Regions from separate parts of the Anas platyrhynchos genome. Here region 1 is linked to region 2. Evidence: chromatin contacts called from public Hi-C data. All regions are on one chromosome and are shown on one strand. The core of a region is the stretch at or near the end of the contact, and the rest is flanking DNA. Distances in the headings are between cores, read along the strand shown. Region 1 overlaps KIAA1143 (KIAA1143 ortholog). Region 2 has its middle 9.3 kb from the start of CTNNB1.

Evidence for each region. Hi-C and Micro-C count contacts between places; a contact is called where the count stands out from the background.
Region 1: a contact with region 2 is called in a Hi-C map of skeletal muscle, with 2.1 times the contacts expected there. The contact joins two enhancer-like sites. A contact is called at or near these places in 2 of 8 Hi-C or Micro-C datasets (skeletal muscle and subcutaneous adipose tissue).

The regions. Positions count from the first base shown.
Region 1 is chr2:113,574,913-113,582,174 of IASCAAS_PekinDuck_T2T, reverse strand. KIAA1143 (KIAA1143 ortholog) reads left to right here. Exons shown (of 3, transcript XM_027451158.3): 3 at 124-3,377. The coding sequence ends at 335. Among named protein-coding and RNA genes, the nearest start is that of KIAA1143, 11 kb to the left of the region's middle. Within about 2 kb of position 4,849, at least 4 of the 8 cell types and tissues checked have an H3K27ac peak or open chromatin away from gene starts, as enhancers often do.
Region 2 is chr2:113,349,866-113,356,721 of IASCAAS_PekinDuck_T2T, reverse strand. It overlaps a transcript of CTNNB1 not described here. Among named protein-coding and RNA genes, the nearest start is that of CTNNB1, 9.3 kb to the right of the region's middle. Within about 2 kb of position 5,266, at least 5 of the 8 cell types and tissues checked have an H3K27ac peak or open chromatin away from gene starts, as enhancers often do.

The DNA.
Region 1 (7,262 bases), core at 3,600-6,099, 230 kb before region 2:
TGTTTTATTCCTTCAGAGGTCTCACTGGTCTTGGTTCTGGGAAAAAGAAAAGACAACAGTGAAGTTCTGTATGTTTGTGTGAACGTGTGAAGATGAGTTCTCATTTTATTCTGTTTGTTACAGATGGTGAACCAGAACCTGCTGATGGAAAAATTATGTTCAGGAAACCAGCCAAACGTTCATCAGAGAAGCTTTTGGACTTCAATGTAAGTTCAAGTAAGAAGATCAAAGAGGGAAAGAAAACTGAGAGAGAAGCAACTACTTCTCAGAGTACAGCTAAGCAAGTTAAAAACAGCAGTCTTCTCTCATTTGATGATGAAGAAAATGATGATTAGGAGTTGTGTGTATTTATATTTTAGTTATGCTTCCCAGGTATTTGAGTAAGAATGAGGGTTTTCTTAGAAATTGGAGCATGGTATCCAAATCTTCTCTTGCTTTGTTATAGTTCAGCTAGAGAAACTTAGTATAAAACCAGCATGAGCAAAACTGAGCTCAGATGTTCCACTTCAGATGGAACTATGTGAGTAGTATCTCATGTCTTTATTTTTAAAAGAACATTTAAACATGTATGTCAAAGCTATTTGTGATCACAAATGAGTACCAAAATACAGGTGTACATGTCCAGCTTACAAACATTTTCAATCAATTAATTTTAAAATGTCTTCCATTGCTAAAATTGTATTTCCTCTCTATCTAATGGCCATAATGGAGAGGTATGTTGTTTTGTTTTTAATTATTATTGGCTTAACATTCAAAAGAGAGACTTCATTGCTGTGGAGCAGAGATTGACCTCTTTTGCTTCATATCTTAACAAAAGCTTGCGCTAAATTTCGCGTGTATGGTTTGGCAGATTAGCTCTTTTTTGTAAGCTCTCTTGCAGTAAGTGAGCGTGCATTTGCTAAAATTACAGAGCCCTAATGCTGTCTTCAGTGAATACAGTTCAAGAAGGACCAAATTAATTTGGATTGATTGTGCTAGCAAGATACAAAAATTCTGATTGTATCAATTAATGCAAAGGAACGATGTGTAAACCCTTTGAGACTACACTTTGGTTATCACACTGATGTATTAAAGTTGGGTTGGGTTTTTTTGGAAGTGCATTTGTTCCAGTTTGCTACATATGTCTTTGTAATTATTTGGGATCTCAGTTTATTTTTTAAAATGTATTTCATTTTTAAGCTGTAGAAAACAACCGATTTTATTTCAATAGGAAATTGTAAGCAGAAGATTAAGCCAAGAAATACTACAGCTGTGATACAAAGTTTTAATTTTTTTTTTAATTGACCACATACAGTACACTGATATTGACCATTTCTGTATTATTTATGTAATGGGGTGTGCAGAAGTTCTAACAACACTGAAAACTGATGGGACTGGGGAGAGCAAGGAGGTAGAAATGGAACTAGTGAGTCTGAAATGACTTGATAGCATTGTGTGTTCTTGCAGTACTCTAGCACGACTGAGACTGCTGCAGAATTACAGGGTATGAGACAATGAAACCAGTTCCTGTGCTGTGTGACAGGTAATTTGAAATCATTTGGGCTGTAAAGCTTCGTTGAGGAGCAAATTTGAAGTAGCTGTGTGAATCAGCTGGTTTTAGTTTGTTAATCTGGTATTAAACAATAAATTATGATTTCTCTAAGTGGTCCAAAGGTGTTCAAATGAAAAATTCGATGCATAAAATGGGATTTTTGGAGTCACCTGATAATGAAGCCTATTTTGACTGCTACTTGTCTCCAAATATCACATCCTCTTACAGCATAAGATCAGATGCAAGCCTGCCTACTATTTCTAACTAATTGGGAGCGTCCCTGATTTTGAAGATGAATAGGTATATTGTCCTTCCAGAAAATTAAAACCAGGCCTATAAATACATATTACAGTACCGAGGTGGCACTGGTCTGATACTAGAACGGCCAGAGAGATGCAGTATGACAGCCTGAGGATTCCCATGAGGACATCTTGCATTTGTAGGTACATAATTTGTCTGTATTCAGCATACATAATAAAGAAAAATGTAGGATATACACAATCAAAGGTTCCCAGGGATTAATCTTTCCGTATTCTTTGTATGCCTAACATTTGTTTGATTCCATTTTAAAAAACTATTTATATCCATGAGGAATACTGTAGTGTTAAAGTATTCTGAAGGAATATTTGGTCACATTTAAATGACTGAGTATATGCTTTGACTTTCTGAGACCAATCTGCAAGAATGAGTTAACCAGTGAATGCTTACCTAAACTTTTTCAGTTTTGTCCATCAGCACTAAACCACATTTGCTTACGTTTTCCTTGCACAGCCTGAAAGTTTGTCACTTTAGCTGCAAGGCAGCTCAGGAGATGTGGTTGTCAAGGGATAAATCCTTGCCATGGATCAGAGAGAATTCACATTTTCCTTAAAATCGGGGAGGGCGTCCCAAACGGGGAGCCTATTTAACACATTCAAAATAAGAGTGAGTTCTTGTTTGAGGCCTCTCAGCAATTGCTGAGAGGCCTCAAAATTTTAATTTTAAAATTAAAATTTTAAACAAAATTTTCTATTTCTACTGAAAGACTTGTTAGATTGAAGTCTGGTAAAAAGAGAGTTACCTCAAAATTCTGGGTGCAGTGCTTATGCTTAATCACGCCCCTGCCCTGCAACTTCATGACAGATGTCTGGAATGCAAATACATTAATTGGGTTTGCTTGGAAATAACGTAATGAAAGGTATGTTGCTCTTCAGGCAGCGCAGCAGGGGAAAGAAAGGTGGATACGGAAACCCACTTTCTTTCCTTTATTCCAGCTGTGATTTGTAGTGCTCTGACCAGGAGACCTTTGTATTCGTTGTATTTCACTCCCAGTTCACCTAACAACAACTAATTGGATATATTTTATTAAGAGGTGTGAGTGATGCACAAAAGTGTTTTAGTCAAGTAGTCATGTGAAAATCGGCGCTCTTAATGCGACACACCAGGAAAATTACATACGCCATCAACACCCCATGAAACCTGTGACTAAAGAGAACAATTACTCGTTCATTTTGGAAAGAAATGTGAAACTGTCTTAAGCAATCACCTGTCTTGAGCAATGGACCGTGGAAAAAAATAATTGCAAGAACTTTCTAATAAAGGGGAAGCCAAAGTGAGTAAGTACATGAAATGTGGGGCTGTCCACTAGAATGGACAAACTTCCTGGCTTTTTCTCGCTTTTTTTCTTTTCCTCTCCTGTAGTGGGGAATATATTTCCCCCCTTTCTCCATGCCCCTATCACGGAGCTGAATGAAAGTAGCTGAGGTTTGTTACCCTGTACAGGAAACCTGTTCCAATGTGGCCTGTTAACTAATATGGGAATTTTGTACAGTTTTTATTAATAAAATCCTTGAAATTTTCCAGCTCATTAAGACTCAAAAGCATTTATTGATGGTGTTATTTCTCACTATTAGCTACACAGTAAGCAGGAGCAAACCTGGTGAACTGTGGTAGCATAATAGCAATGTGCTAGCAATGGATGCTGATAGTGGAGGCTAGATCTCAACTTTCCAAGCACCTTATTTCAGAGTGGTGCTGATGTGTGTGCGCAAGGAAGGAAATCACTCTGTATTCAAAAGAAATAGGATCTGTAAATGATAGCAATCAAGGTGGATCCTTGAGAATGCCGAGTTATTGAGGAAGGACTTAACAAAGGTACGGGGCAGAGTGAGAAAGAAAATGCGTGTATGGGCAGGTAACCCAGGAGTTCCTGAAACCTTTGGTTATATCCCTAGCCTGGCTCGTAAAGTTATTTATTTTTTTCTCAAGTGAGGACAAATTTGTTGGACTGCAAGAGTTCATTTAATTTGCCTAAGTAGGAAGGGATGAGCCAGTAGTCTGATAGCTTTTGTGTCCAGGAATTATCATTTGGAGGATCAAAGGCTGTGTTCTGCAGACACTGAGCACAAGAAAGCTCTATTTAGCTGTTCTAATTGCACATTTTTTAAGTTTCATCACAGGACTTAATGTCTTTTTTTTTTTAACAGTGCTCCAGTATATAATCCTGTTAGGAAGCTGCAGATTTATAATGAAGCAGGAAGTAGCAATGTCATCGTTTCAGCTGATTGTTTCCCCTGTGCTGTAGTGTATTAACTAAGTAATGCTTCACTTGGCTCTGTAGAGCCAATTGCACTCTCAAGGACATCAGGCATGCCTGAAGATGAGTCATTACCTTTGGTACAGCACAAGAAGTATGATGTGCAGCCTCAGCAAGTGTTTGTCCATTGAAGTTGGTTAATAACCTATAGCCCTTTCCCGTGGCACGATGCCATAAATCAATCCTTTGTCTATTTACCAGACAGAAAGCCCGGTCTATCAGCTGCCTCTTCAGTGTCATCCCGTTCCTGCAATGCGGTGTTAACCTGCAAAGAGGCTTTCCGTGTCGTGGGCCTGCCCTTCTGCCCCACTTCCTCGAGACCGTTCCAGAGGCAGCTGTCACAGGGCCAGCCATCACAGATGGAAGAAACCCTACTGGGTTTTACGGGAGTGGCTGTAGCCTCCTGTAGACCTAAACATTTTCAGAACCTCTACACCCTCAGATCCAGCCCCTGGGAGGTGACAGAGACTGAATTTTACGGTGTTTTTCCCATCATCACCTCTTCTTTCTTTCTTTCTTTCTTGGAGGTAAAGCAACAGCTGGCAAAAGCAGTTTTTCCTCTCTCAGGAGATGTAAAGCGGCTTTTGGTGCCATTCCAATCCATATGGCAAAGCTTTCCTTTCCCTTGACTCCTGTGGCAGTCCTCAGTGCGATGCCTGTTTAGTTAGGGCCATGGGCAAGAGGAAGCTACCTTGAAACAGGCAGAAGTTATTCGAGTTATTGTTGTGAAGCCTCCACGGGGTAACGGTGATCACGGCACACTTTTGGTTTTGATATCATGAAAGAGTTGTTCCCTTAGGGACAGCGTAGTAACAACGAACTTTAAAAGGGCAGATTATAAAACTATGAGGAAAATGGTTAACAGCAGGCTGAAGGGCAAAGAGAAATACTTAAAAAACATAGAGCTCTGCCTGGAGGCTATTTAAGAACATTGTATTAGAGGCACAGATGGTTTGTATACCTCTGAGCAAAAACACAGCATACGAAGGAGAATGAAACTCACAGGGTTACGTGGGAGAGAAGTGTGAGCATAGAAAGGTTGCAAATGCATCCCTTCAAAATGACAGCTCGACTGAATGACAGACCAGGAAACATTATCAGGAGGGTGGAAAGGGCTGGGAAGTGACAGTGCTGCGAAGGAGCACCTAGCAGCTACTGACGGTGGATGCTGAGGTCGAAACACTGAAAAGAGCGATTCTAATAATGTACTAAGCACTTGCTTTTGAAAACTGGGCTATTGCAGACGAGACTTCGCCAGAAAAACAAGGGTACTCTTAATCTCAGTTAGAACAAAACAAAGTTGTTTGGTCAAGGCAAAGCCGTCTGCAGTTTTACTATGGGAGCACGCCAAGTTTAAGAGTGAGGAGCCCACCCAAACATAGTTTCTCTACAGTAGGACTTTTATTTTACCTTGCCTTAGATTCAGTGCCAAAAATGATGCCTTTAAATCTCTGCCAAAGAATGTAGAGATAAAAAGAATCAGATACTTCTAAAAAGTCTAAGTTTAGCAAAAGCAAAAAGTACTTTTTTTTATTATTTTTTTTAGGATTTTGTGTTGAGAGAGAGACTACTTGGTAAGGACATAATAAGATCTGCAGAGCTTTTTTACACCAGTGTGCAATTGGACAGTTGCAGCATTTTGTTGTGTATCCTGAGGACAGGAACACCCCAATTAGAAATTAGAAGGGAACACCTCAAGTGTCTCGTAGTTGTCCTTCACAAATCTGGTGTTGTATGCAAAAAGCGTCCTTGTGAAATCAGGGAAAGGTATTTTCTGGTTTAATACAAAGGAAAGGCAAGGGAAGGCTACCACAGCTCTTTTGGCAATAAAAACTTGATGCACGCAGTCGCAGTGGGACTAGAGCCCTGGCACCCAGGCTGTTTTATTCTGCCCTGTTAAATTGAAACAAACAATTCAGCTGCCTCAGTCTCCTCTTTTCTCCTCTGACACGCCAACTATCCCTAGAGAAGAGATTAAGCATTGTTCTGAGCGGTGCCACAGCAGCAGCAGCAGCAGTTTTATAATTTAAGGACTGCATAAAATTTATGGAGCACTGAGCAGAGCTTAAATCAATTTTACGATTTTCATAAATTACTCCAGGCAGACCGTGTTTGCGTAGCAAGCCAGTGATGTTTGAGGTGTTTATCCAACGAACACAACATTCAGAACAGGGGGTTTCAAAGGCACCTGTGGGAATTACGCATCCAAGGTTGGTGGGAATTAGAGGACCTGTTCCTTTGAGCCAGTTGGTATGCCACTATTCATTTGTAATCGTGCCAAATTATACATATTTGTTAAAAATCCAAGTTAGAGGAAGGTGAAATTCAGAGGATATTGTAAAGTTCACTGCTATTGTGCTTAATGTGGTAACTTACAACAGTGGCTGCTACCTTGGAGTTGTATTTCAGGTAAAATACCACTGTGGCACATGAAGAGTTAGCCTTTTTCTTACTGCAGTGCCTTTTTGTGCTGTTTAGGCCCCATTACTACCAGGAACCTTGTTCTCCATCTGCTTGAGGCTGCACATGCCAATTGCTCCATGCACAGGCAGCTGCTATGAAGAAGGATCCACCTTCAGAGCAGGAAGAGAAAAAATAGCTGGTTCCTCATAGCACGTTTCCAGATTGTGTAAGATAAATCTAATCCCATGCAGTATAGATTTGAACAGAGATTCAGCTTTCCTCCTGGACAACTAGCTAACTTGATCAGGGCAATCTGAGATGAAGAGGTTTAAATTCAAGGGAGTTAAGTGTTTTAACACTCCAGGATCTTGCCACCGAATTCCTGTAGCCAACAGCATACATAAATGAGGAGTGACTGACGCAGTGGCCATCCTGCAGGAGTGATCTGTGGCTACTGCGAATTAAAAACTGAACACAGGCCATGATGTGAGGAAAGCTGCTGCAATTTGGGCTCTATAAATAACTTGTCATGGGGAGGAAAAGTGAAGCAATCCTACCCTGCTTATTCTTTGCTCCAGACCCTAGCTGGAGTAATGTGTCTGCTTTAGTGCGCCGTACTTCAAAAATGAAAGGTGCAGGCCAGTTGGGAAGTCCAGCAGAAAGTAATGGCATTGATCACCAGTCGAGAAAACATGACTTGTGGAGGAATAGATGAAAAAAATGGGTTTATACACCTAGAGAAAGGAGATGCAG
Region 2 (6,856 bases), core at 4,017-6,516:
CTGTATATTCCAGACATCTGTGGTCCTCCCATCCCCCAAAGTATGCAAGTGGTGAATGGAAAGAGGCTGGGCTGGTATGCTGAGGTCGATGGAAGGAAATCAAGGAGGGGTTTTAGTAAAACAGGATCTTTGTGTGCTGAGAGCACAGCCGAGGCAGACTAGAAAACTACCTGAAAGTGTCACTGTTTCTTTGATCTTAAGTTCAGGCATGCTGGAAAGCAACTTAGCAGCTAGGATTTTGCTCCTGAATGACAAAAAGGTACTGCTGCGAAGCTTTAAAACTGCACAAAAGGCAAAACTCACGGGCATTCATCGGGTTAAGTTGTAATTTGAATTTCAGTAATTGACAATCCATGGACCTAATGTTAAACTTGCACTTATTTAATAAAAGGTGCTGACAGCTGCAAACAATCTGGCTACTGTGTCTACTGCTAATGGCTGGTACTGCTGAAAGTGAGGCTACTAAACTGTTAAAAGAAGGCTTAAATCTCTCTAAAATTGTCATTGTATGTAATACTGTATTGAGTGTCTGTTCTGGAGATACAAACAAATGTAATTTTTGTGGCGATTGGCTCAGGTATTTGTCTAGGTATATATTGATACGCATGGGAATGGTCATGTTACTCTGTTTGGCTGCTCCCCTTAAGATTGCAGGGAATAAATGTGTAAAAACATCCTGATAGAAAAGCAAACCATGAAAGTTTCCGAAAGCAAGGATTTAATGTAAAGTAAAGCTTGTTTGCAAAAGTCAGGCTGTTCTTCAAATGCAATGTTGTGTTGCATCCTCGGTAAAGCAGGCTTCCTTTGCTTGCCAAAGCAATAAATAGGCTGGGCTTCTTGCCTGATATGTAGTCTATGAACACCAGCATTTTGCTATGACTACACGGTGTGTCAATAACCGGCTTATCAAATCTCAGGCCTGAAACTTGGTTGCCCTTCAGATAGATATAAGGCTTTCTTTGGAAGGTGGAGGTTAGCTTTTGGCTTTTTTTTTTTTTGGTGGCTTAACATCAACAGAAGCTCTTGCTTAACTCCTCAGAACACAATACTTCAAAGAGTAAACTCAGATGTAAAGAAAAATCAGTGCTGGTGGCCTTCTGGGCTAACTTTGGGGTCTTGTGAGGGGCAGAGAAGGGAGGTAGCAAGGATGGGGCAGGAAAGAGTGATCGTAAGCCTCCGTCTTGTGAACTGAAGTGTGACTGTGCTGTCTGAAACTTGTGGATGGCGATGTTCCTGCAGAACACTGTGCAGTAGGCAGACTGTGCAAATATGGCAGTAATCAAAATCGCTCATGTTAATTCATAGTTAAAGCTGGTAACGCAGGGGTTGTGGTGATTTGTGGCAGCAAAACTCGTTCTGTAGCTCTGGTAGACTGCATACCACGGCAGGAAAATCAGGACTGACCTTACTTATCTCAAACATCGTACTTCACGGGGCCTGATAAGGCTGTGAGAAACTATGCAGGCAGCTGGGGCTTGTGCATAGGTCTCAGCATGTCTGCAAGTCCTGCGGCTCCTGCCTCGCTGGGTGGCTGCAGCAGCTCCAGCTGGGAAGCGGCACCACGCTCATTTTTTCAGAATTCAGCAGGCTGCCTGGCAGTAAGTGTTGTGTGCAACTTCCCTGGTCTCTTTAGGCGAAATGACTGTCTTGGTGAGAGATGGGCAGGGCGGTGTTGCTGGCTGGCTTTCTGGTTAGGCGTGGGAAGGGTTGTGTTGGGGGTGCTTGGATGCTCTGTGGTGCATGAGCTGAGTTGGTCAGACTTGGCAGTGTGAGTAGCTTAAGTGGTTGATTTTAATATCCATCTCTGGGACTTGATTTCAAGGCATAATATCTTGTGATTGGGTTTCACCAGGAAAAAAAAAAAGGGTGGTGTGTCAAGTTAGTGTTGTGTGGCCTGTCTCTGCTTCTTGGTGGTGGGGGGGTGGTAGCAGCCAGGAGCTTTTTTCACTGACTGATAACCAAGTGTGAGGAAGAGAACTTGGGGAAACTGCATGCAGGGAGCTCTGCCTGCATGACCACCAAACCGATAGTGTGAGCAGATGAAACTCAGCTGTGGCTCGTGCCTGCTTGTGAATCTGTTCACTCTGATCTGGTGTGGAAGCAAATGCCCTGTGCTGTTATCTGGGGGTAGGGTGAGGGTGTGGATGCTGTACACAGCCCTCACTGCAGGACAGCTCCTGTGTTCCCCGTTGCTTTAGGGGACAATATATATGACTAGATGAGTATCAGTATTACAGAAGTGAAATATTTGCATTGCTATTTGATACTATATCAGCTCTGGAGCCTTATTTAAGGAATAAATTTTCCCCTTAAAGGTTGAAAGAGTTAATCTAGTACTCTAGGTTGCTGCTGTTAAAAAGTAGCATGAGCTACTGGAACTTACTGCAGCTGACAAATGCACAGGGTGCAGTTTGGGTATGTTTGCTGGAACCAGCATTTCTAGGCTGACTTTCTGTGTGTGCTAAACTGATCTGTGTAAATTGGCCAAGTTTGCCAACTCTGCAGCAAATGTAGCAAGTCGTCCTGTATTGTCCTGGCAACTATTCAGGTGCCCTCCAGTGGCCAGAACTCCTAACATCCTAAAGGTGCTGATAAACGCTGCTGCACTGTCAGTTCGCCTTAATTAAAAGTGAGTTGAAGAAACATCAGTGTCAGGCTTCATTAGCAAGTTTGTTGCCTAAGCTGTACTTCTTGGAGCAGCAGCGTGTCTCTGTGTAAATACGTGTTTGTTCCGACAGACAAGCGGAGGCACCCAGGACGTGTGCTTTCAGATTCATCAGTATTTCATTAGTGTCAGTGCAATTATGACTAATCGCTCTGGTTTCTGAAATCAGAGATTAATGTTTAACAGCCATTTTCGGGGCTGGCTACACAGTTGCAGCCTAAGAAAAAAAAAGGGAGATCCTTTGCTACATTGTCACTGTTAGAAGTGTGGAAGTAGAAGCTTTAAATTCTACACAAACAGCAGGGAAAGATACTTCTGTAATAGATACTTCTGTAATACAGTGGCTGCCAGTCCTGTTAGTGATGTATGCTGCCACAAGTGACTGCAGAATGATTATATCTGTCTTTTGGATGCTCAAAACTGGGCAAGAAGCTTGAGGCCTGGCAGTGGTTTGTAACTGGACTTTCTTACAGTGTGTTGTAAGAACATAAATAACCTAAATCTGGTGTATTTGACTCTCTGTGGTTGTGGTGGCAGCTTTTTAGTCCTACCTAGCCACATATAAGAAGAGCGGTGCTTGGCCCAGGCTGCTGCTGTCTCCATTAAAGACCACTTAATTGGTAAAAGTGGGGGCACATGGACCAAAAGCTCATTAGGTTAGGGCTGCTTGCAGACTCTGCCTTAGGCAAAATTGCTAGCTCATCCCTAACACAGCAAGGCAGGAGCATGCACAGTGCAGGCCCCTGTGTCCCTCAGATAGGAAGTGGTGACTTTACACAGTGGTTATAGAAGTGTTCTTAATGCTTTGCCCAGCTGTGGAAGTATTCCAGCACAATAAATGCTGCAGGAAGGCCCTAATCAGAAGAGCCTGCTGGTGACCAAAAGATCTCAGTCGCTTGCTGCACAGAAGTGACTTAGTAACTGCTTTGAGGCTACATGCGTGAATTTGTGCTGCTTATTTGATCTAAACAGTGAGGACAGAGTAATTGGGTTGCTAATCTTGTTAGGAACTTGCATTAAGTTCATAAACCCGAATCTGTCATACCAGTCCTTTAATACTAGGCTGTGAACTGCTGTCAAATGGTTGGTGGGCACATTTTGTGGGGAGGGATGGTTTTTTCTTTGCTAAAGCTGGATATGTAACACCTGATGAGTAGTTGAAGCAGTTTCTCCCATCTTACTGTAAGTGTTAAGATGATCATCTTCTCTCTTTTGGACAGAGAAGGATGCGCAGGTACTTGGAGCCAATTTTGACCATTGTATTAAATTATAGATTTTTTCTACTGTTGTCGTACTTGCCAGTGAAATGCTCTAAGCCATTACTTTCCAACATGAACTGATAATTTCTCTGAACTATCAGCTTGAGCATAGCTGCTGCTTGTGTCTCTCAGAGACAACCAGTGATTTTTACAGAGTACAAACAAATTGAAGTGCACAAAGTGTAGCTTTGAGAAAATCACTTTGGCACCTGAATTTGCAGGTCTTATTAGAAGCTGCCGGTTCATGTGCCTGTAACTTTGAATGTAATCACTTAGGTTGACAGACTCCTTGCAGCAACTCAGTGCTTCTGTAGGTAAGGGGAAGAAAAATGCTGTGGATACTAATGCCATAGCTTCCCTGAAGTGATAAAACTTAGTGCAATGAGCATTCACCTACTACAGAAGTAATATACTCTAGTAGTATATGAGACTGAGAAGGTCTGCAGTGTCAGTCATGGGGCTGAACATAGTATACACTCCTAGGCTCTGACCTGCACCAGACAAAATTCTGTAGAGTATCACTGATGGTTATAAATTCTGCTGAGATAGCTGCTGAGTACCTTTTGAGCTCTCTGGGTGACCTATCAACAGGTAACTTTGGCTAAAATTCCCATAAAATGTCTGTCTTAAAGGTATTAGAGCACCTCTACATGACTTGTCAGCTTTATTCGTGGGGCTTCCCAGCAGCATGTCAAGCTTCAGAGCTCCAGATCTGTGCCCAGATGAGCTGTGTGAGCTTTGTAACGTACCTGTGGAGCTTGGTCTGAATTCTGATCTGTGAAAACCAGAGCCTGGAGCCATCGTCTGGGTGTTTCCTGGCTGACCAGTGGCTCTCACTGGTCAGACTGGTGTGAAGTGTGCCTTTGCTGCAACTTGTAATGGGCTGTATTTAAAAGAGTATTTAACCTTAGCACCTGGGAAGGCCCTGACATGTTGAGCAAGCTGTTAGGGTCTAAATGCTGTGCTAGCTGCCCAAGTCCTGTCCTACAGTGAAATTCACTTCCTGAAGCTGAGAGGTGGCTGACTTGGCACTGGAAGCTCACCAAGTCCATTTCTGATACATTTCAGTACCTGAACTTCCAGTCAGGGGTTAAAGGTGCTCTTCAGTGATAGACTGAAACTAACTCTGTCCTTTCTGGGTGGTGTTGTGTGGCTGGGAGGAGCAAAAACACACCTGTATGCTTGAAATGTAAGGTGCTGACACAGGTCCTCACTTGACAAGCTGGGTGAGATGTGACTTTTCACTAGCTTGCTGTCCCTTTTGCAGGGGAAAGGTAAATCAGGCGACACCTTACAGTGTCAGGGCACTGCAGAGCCCTGATCCTGCTGCATTGGGAAGCTCTGGTGGCCCCTTTCCTGTGATACTGTCACGTGTGCTTAAGGCTGCATGGACTCAAAGATAAGCCTCTAACTTTCTGTCCCTGTAATCTGAGCCTTTCCCTCACTTCGGAGGAGTAAATCCTCTTTCAGCACAGTTTATAACCCAGTTCAGAAGTCTAGCCCAGGCAACTGGGTGCCTGCACTTCAGTTTCATTAAGCAGCTGTAATCAACTTTCTTGGAAGTCTTGGAAGAACAGAAATATTTGTATGCTGTGTGCTTTAGGTAACGAGCGTGTGAATAGAAACTCTGCTCTGTGCTCTTAATTGGCCTCAGATTGCTGAGGTGACTGAAAATAGGCCAGCACAACACTACTTGGTGATGTGGCACCAACTGAACTCCTGTAGGAGTTAGTGTGTGTGGGCTAATCAGCCTTGTTGGAAGGGGTTTTTAGATAAGCGAAGGCAGAAGGCAAGGGCTAGAAACACAGGAAAAATGATGCAGTAGTAAAGTGGGGTGCTTGAAGGGGGAAAAATGGAAATGAAGCAGCAAAAACAGTGATTGAAAGCAGAGGTAACTCCTAGTGAGCATGGACAGACCTGTGTATGCTGTCAAAAACCCCTCTCCCAACTCCAGAGCTGTGGCTATTTAAGCCAGTTTGCCTCTTTCAGCATGTATTAAGGTTATTTAAAGCTTGGAAGTTGCAACCTGTTAACCTCTGAGAGAGGTCAGCAAAACAAATACTGTTCAGGTTTCTTAATTTCCTAATGCTTGACTGAAGCAATGGATCTTAAAGAACAATTTTATATATTCTGTGTTAGTGAGGCTCATCATGATCTGATCAGCTGCGAGGCATTGCCTGCCTTTCTGCAGGCACTTCCCGAATGTATTGGCTGGCAGCATTCCAGCTGCAATAAATTTGGCCTGGTTGCATTTACATCAAGTACTGAGTTGATTGCTGGCCTGAGGTATTGCTTAGTGGTTGGAGGGAACTGTGTTGAGCAAATGTTGCTTGAGGAAGTGACCAGAGCAGTGCTGTCATGAGCCAAAGTTCGTGAGTTTGTTCCCTTGTGAGCTGGATTTCAGGGTGGGTACGTGCTGTGGAAGGCAGGCTGAGTTTCCTGTCGCTGTTGGTAGCTCCTAGCTTTTAATACATGCTCTGAAGTAGTTCATATTGCTACACCTTGGCACAGCACTTAAAAATAGTAATGCTGCTGTAACTCACGCTGTGGTACCGAAGGCTGCAGAGAAGTGTTTCTGCCATCCAAACTGGAAGAAGATAGAAATGTTTTAGAGCTGTGAAAACACATAGTGTCATCTTCTTTAGAGCTGTGAAAATGCAGGGTGTTTTCCCTTGGCTGTAAGGTTTGACTTTTTTTTTGTTGCATATTGTGCAAGTTACTTCTGTTTACTTGGGAGATCTTCAAATGACCCTGACAAGATACTTTCACCCTGTATTAAATACCAGCTGCGGTGAAAGTTGAAGGAAGCCTCATTAATGTGAAAAACATGAAGTTTTATATCCTGACTCCTGGTGCGGATAATAAGGGAATCTGTAACTTGACTGTTTCAAACTCAGCCTCCCAAAATATCAAAGTTGTCTGTTGCTTGGTT